Linked DNA regions of Columba livia: region 2 is linked to region 1. The links are chromatin contacts, called in public Hi-C maps. All regions are on one chromosome and are shown on one strand. The core of a region is the stretch at or near the end of the contact, and the rest is flanking DNA. Distances in the headings are between cores, read along the strand shown. Region 1 holds the start of IFT56 (intraflagellar transport 56). Region 2 has its middle 8.4 kb from the start of NFAM1.

Region 1 (2,700 bases), core at 1-2,500:
TGTTGTCCAGTCTCTTCTTGAACACTGTCAGGCTTGGGGCTGTGACACCTCCCTGAGGAGCCTGTTCCAGTGCTCCAGCACCCTCTGGGTGAAGAAACTTTTCCTAATGTCCAACCTGAACCTCTCCTGACACATCTTCCTGCCATCCCCTTACGTTCTGTTACTGGTCACCAAAGAGAAGAGTTTCTCCTCCTCCCTTTGTGAGGAAGCTGTAGGTGCCATGAGGTCTCCTCTCAGTCTCCTCTTCTCCGGGCTGAACAAACCAAGTGACTTTAGCCGCTCTTCATACGGCTTCACCTCCAAACCTTTTGCCAACTTCATAGCCCTCCTCTGGACACTCTCCAGTAGCCTTATCTCCTTTTTATCCCTTGGCGCCCAGACCTGCACACAGTGCTCCAGGTGAGGCCGCACCAGTGCGGAGCAGAGCGGGACCATCACCTCCCTGCCCGGCTGGCCATGCTGTGCTGGATGCACCCAGGACACGGCTGGCACGGAGAAGCAGCAGGCGCCCTCACATGCCAAACCCAGTCCTAGGAAGGGAGGAGAAAAGCAGCCAGAACAGGGCCTACGGGGTGCGGGTGGAGGCTAAGGGGACACAAGGCGGGGAAGAGTCGCTCTCGGCCCGCAGCCCTGTCGGGCACAGGCCTGGCAATGCCGGTACCGTCCTCCCGAAGGGAGCAGAGTGGGACCCCCGGGGTGCCGGCGGCGCCCCCGGGTCGGGGTCTCAGCCCCGGTGGCGGCCGTTACCTCCAGCAAGGCGATCGCGCCGGTGAAGTCCCTCAGGGCCAGGAGCTCTTCCAGCTGCGGCACCTTCTTCCCTTTCTTCTTCCGCCTGTCTCCCGGCGGCGGGGTACCCCCCACGGCCGGCTTGGCCCGGGAGAGCATCTGGGCAGAGAGCAGAGCGGAGCCGGGTCAGAGCGGGGCCCCGGCGGGGCTTCCCCGCCCGAGGTGGGGGGAAGCACCGCACCCGCACCCGCCCCGCGCCCCCGTCCCGCCGCCTCTCACCATCCTGCCGCCGGGCCCGGGGCTCCTCGCTTCGCCGACGGCGCCGTTGCCAGGGTAACCGCGGGACGGCGGAAGGCGGCGGCGCAGACCCGAGCGCGGCGGCGAACAGGCGCCGGCTGGCGAAGGGCGCCGCCCCCCGGGGTTCCGCCTCCGCTGCGGCCGGCGGCGGTCTCCGTAGCGACAGCGGAACGGGGGATCGGCCCCTCAGTCAGCCTCCCCAGTTGCCGGCACCCCGGACACGCGGAACCCTGGGACTTGTGGTCTAATTCCAGCTGCTGGCACTGAAACATCCGCACACACACACTCGCGCTCCGAACAGAGAGTCCCCTCACGCAGGAAAGCAGTCAGAAATGGAATTTAAGGTTGTAGTCATTGTAGTCATGGGTAGTATGCCCTTCCCTGACATCCCACAATGAGTCTCATGCTCACAGCAGCAACTCCACCCAGTCTGCAGGGTGATCCAGAGCTTCTCCTGGTGATATCGATGGGTTGGTCACTCTCCTGTGACAGCCCTATGGGGAGGGAACCCCATAGATGTTTATACTTTTCTGGTAAACAAAAACGCTCCATCTGTATTTCTATAATCATGGACACGGAGAACATAATGTAAAACATTACGTATGTGGGTTGTGTACATTTAAACTGCATACAGTAGCTGATCTCTCTAGCAAACTCTAGATAATTTTCAAGCACAGATATCACCTTTTTTCCTGACATTGCAGATTGCTGTGAATAAAACAGATCTCTCCTTGTTATAGGGGAGCACCATATGGTGGAATTCCCCAGGTTTCATTTTTTATACTACCTGAATTGCACCATCAGAAATTCCAGTGCAGAGGAGCAATACATTACACGATTGCTGACAACTCAGCTAGCAAAAAAATACCTGTCCATGGACATGGCTAATGAGGTACCTGTATTGCTACCATTTCATCCTTGAGAAGAAAAATGTTTTGCACTCCATCAGAAAGATACAGGCTTTTCTTTTTTTGTATTAATAAATATATCCCGTCATATTGCAATCATCTGTAACTCAGTCCAGCAGTAAAGAACTGTGTGCTGCTTCTTCAGAGCACGGCTTTCACATTCCCCTTCTCCCAGTCACTTCAACATGGCTTAACCCTGGAACAATCTGCTCAGCTTGCAGCTGGCCTTGAGAAGTTACTCTGCAACCGGGAACCCTGGGAGAACAACAACACTGTGATGATGTCCCTTTCTAATGAATGTGCTTTCATTACACAGGCCATAGAAAATGAAGGCAAACAATCCACTCACCCATAGTGGATTTCTCTGCAAGAAATTAATTTTGACTTAGTCTGTCAAAGTGATAAGGAATGTGTGCTAGTGATTTGGTCTACTTTTATAGCTCCTCTCTATTTAGCAAGGTATTTTTGTCAGGAGAAAATTAAATTTCCATAAATAATTCTGAAATTATTTGCCTTTTCAGAGATTTTATTTCAAGTATTTTTCTATATTGGCAAGATCATATATATATATATATACTAATCAATATAACACAGATATCTGTCCTCTTATCATTTGTCTAGTGTTTTCTATTATCTAACAGAAAAAGACTGTTCTGCAGGGCAGAAAGCTATAGCCTCCTCTATCAAAACCCTGCAAAATCAGGAAAAACATCTAGATTGACAGGGTTGTTGTAAGGTACAGTTTCCCTTTCAGACCTTAAACAGTGCA
Region 2 (2,700 bases), core at 195-2,694, 240 kb before region 1:
GCCTCACCCCGTGCTGTTGAGCCTAAGCCTGAGCTTAGGCTGGCTTGTTCCCAGACTCTTGCCATAGCAGAGGTGTGCCCAATGAGGCACAGAGCTGAAAGCTGCACCTGGATCTCATCTCTCCCATTTCTTGGCTCAACATTTCCCGCTCCAGAGGTGCTCCACTAATCACCATTAATCCCTTTTCATACCCACAAAGCATCTCTGGTGGCCTGTGGCAGGGACTTCCCCTACTTAAGCCATATGTTGCATGAAGAAACGTCTCCTTTTGTTTCTTTTGAGTCTTGCACTTGAGTATTTCATCATGTGCCTCCTTGTTTTTTTTTTTTAGGAAAAAAAACACCTTCTCCATGGCATTTAGGCTTCACAGACCTCTACTGAAGACCTCAGCCCTCTCTTTTTCCCAGCTGAGAAGTCCTCGTCTACAGAGCCAGCCCTTACGTGGGAAGCGTTTGGAAGTGCTCTGCTTTGCCTGAATCGAAACCCCAGCTCCACCAGCCCCAGCTGAGATCACAAGGCAGCAGGAGCTCTGCAGGGAGGCATCGGGACGGCACCTCCCTCGGGCACCCGCTCCCTTTGAACGCTGCCCTTGGCAGCCCTGCCTTTGCCTTTGCCGTGGTGCAGGGCAGGCAAAAAGCTCCAGTGCATTGCACTCGTGATAACTTTACAGGTGCCGAACATCTAAGGAATTGGTGCAGAATGAACTCAATTAGACAAAACCATCACATTCCCCCATCCAAGGTATTCTTGTAACTTAAGATTTTTAGCACATTTAAAGGCTAATGATTCAAATACACATTTTGGGAGGGACAACAGGGTAAGGGTCCAAGACTGAGACCCAGCTGTGTGTACACAGAAAGTTTTATTTTGAAGCTTGCCTACCTAGGAGGAGCTTATTTCCAAACGCTGAGGATACCCAAATGTTAATAAATTTTTTGAAATGTGTTTTGCACAAACTTGCGGTTTTCAGTGAATCCCGATCCATTGAGGCAGATCCCTAATGGCACACAGACCCTTATGTCAGAGGTAATCAAGTATTATTACAAGAGCTGCTGGCTGTGGGGCCCCTCCTGTGCACACACAGGGGTACATATGGAAGTTATTAACAAGTTTCAGCGAAGGATTTTGGGAAATTAACCCCTGGGGCCCTAGAACACTGCTAACAGACAGCTAGTTGGGAGCAGATGAAGAGCACTGGATGCCTGTGGTGTGCTGGGACCGAAATCCAGGCCCTCCGCAGCCCGGTAGAGGAAGCCCCTCTCACAAGGACTAAACTTTTCAACTTCTGCTGTTAGGAAGAACGATTGAAAAAAACCATCTGCAAGGCTGTAAAAGTTTCCTCGACAAACTGAAATGAGTCATCTGGAGAAATGTATAACATAACATATAAAAATGCAAACAATTTTCTTCTGTTCCCCAAATGGCGCTCAAGAGGTTCTGAGGAAGTTTGTGATTTCTTTATAAGCCCCTTTAGGAGCCACCAAAAGAGACGTTTGGATGGAGGCCACCAGGAGCTGCTCCTACATGGCAAAGAGACGGGTTCAGAGGCAGAGTGATTAAAGTGAATGTCTCCCACTCGTTAATGAAAGCAGCAGGACAACGTTTCCAGCCACCTCATGGAAGTAAACTCGTACGGCTTTACTTGTCCAACTTTTTCTCAGGAGTTTAAGGAAAAAGGTTTCTCTTTCAATGCCCAAGCAGAAAACGAAGGAGGACTCTGTAAAGCTGGCCCCAGACAATGTACTTTTCACGTTCCTGTTCTTCCCAAATTGTTTTCCTTTCTTCCACCAATCCTGATCTGCAAAGCGACCTCTCCTTGGGAATAATGAGGATACTCACCCATAATATGCTTTATAACTTCCTAATACAACAATGCTTGGCAGTCATTCACTGCTTTCCATCCACAGATCTCAAATCAATTCGCTACAGCCCCGCATGGAATTGACTTACTTGTAAGACAGAGATGAGCACTTGCTGTGCAATTAAAAACCATATATATATAAATGAACAAAATAAAGCAGACTTTATTAAAATCCAAACTATATCCTCCTCCCTTGGTGTGATTCTCCTAAGGGACAATTCTGGCCACAAACGGGGCTCTTCCGCAGCCCCCAGCCACACAACCCAAGATGCTCGTTTTTGGCCAAATGAGAGCGGTTCACAGCCAGGTCAGAGCAATCCGGTTAGAAAGCTCTTCCCTCTGCGAGCTATAACTGGGGCCATAAAACAGAAGCATTCCTCTGCTCGGCTATAAACGTGGAAGAAATTAGCCCACTCCTTCCCCCCTCCCCACTTTCTGAAGGGAAAGCAGCCAAGGTGCCTCGGTGACAACACCCCCAAGGAAGATGAGGAGGGAGGGGACAGGCAGGGTGCTCAGGGCAGTGGGGACAGTCCCGCTCCTGCCACAGCGGGCAGAGAGGGAGGGCAGCCATGCGGCTGATCCCACCGAGGCAGGGGCTTCACTGGAGAACCAGGGCTTGGTCCCAAAACACAGGTGCCCAGAGCCACCTGAGACACCCACAGGGGCTGGGTGGGCAAAGGAGCCACAGGAGACTTGTGCTCTGCTGGAGCTGTGCCCAAAGAGCACTGAGGGTGAGGAACGGGATGGTGCCCGAGACCAGGCCAAACCCATGGCAGGCAGCAGCACCCAGAGCACCTGTGTGACCAAAGGTTGCTCCATGTAGCATGGGGAAAGGAAGA

The links. Hi-C and Micro-C count contacts between places; a contact is called where the count stands out from the background.
Region 2: a Hi-C map of liver shows a contact between it and region 1, with 4 times the contacts expected there. The contact joins the enhancer-like site here to the promoter of IFT56 in region 1. A contact is called at or near these places in 2 of 2 Hi-C or Micro-C datasets (crop and liver).

Annotation. Positions count from the first base shown.
Region 1 is chr1:170,692,239-170,694,938 of bColLiv1.pat.W.v2, reverse strand. It overlaps IFT56 (intraflagellar transport 56), which reads right to left and starts at 1,250. Exons shown (of 17, transcript XR_010468861.1): 1 at 1,006-1,250; 2 at 748-885.
Region 2 is chr1:170,935,990-170,938,689 of bColLiv1.pat.W.v2, reverse strand. No RefSeq gene overlaps it. Among named protein-coding and RNA genes, the nearest start is that of NFAM1, 8.4 kb to the left of the region's middle. Within about 2 kb of position 1,444, at least 2 of the 3 cell types and tissues checked have an H3K27ac peak away from gene starts, as active enhancers do.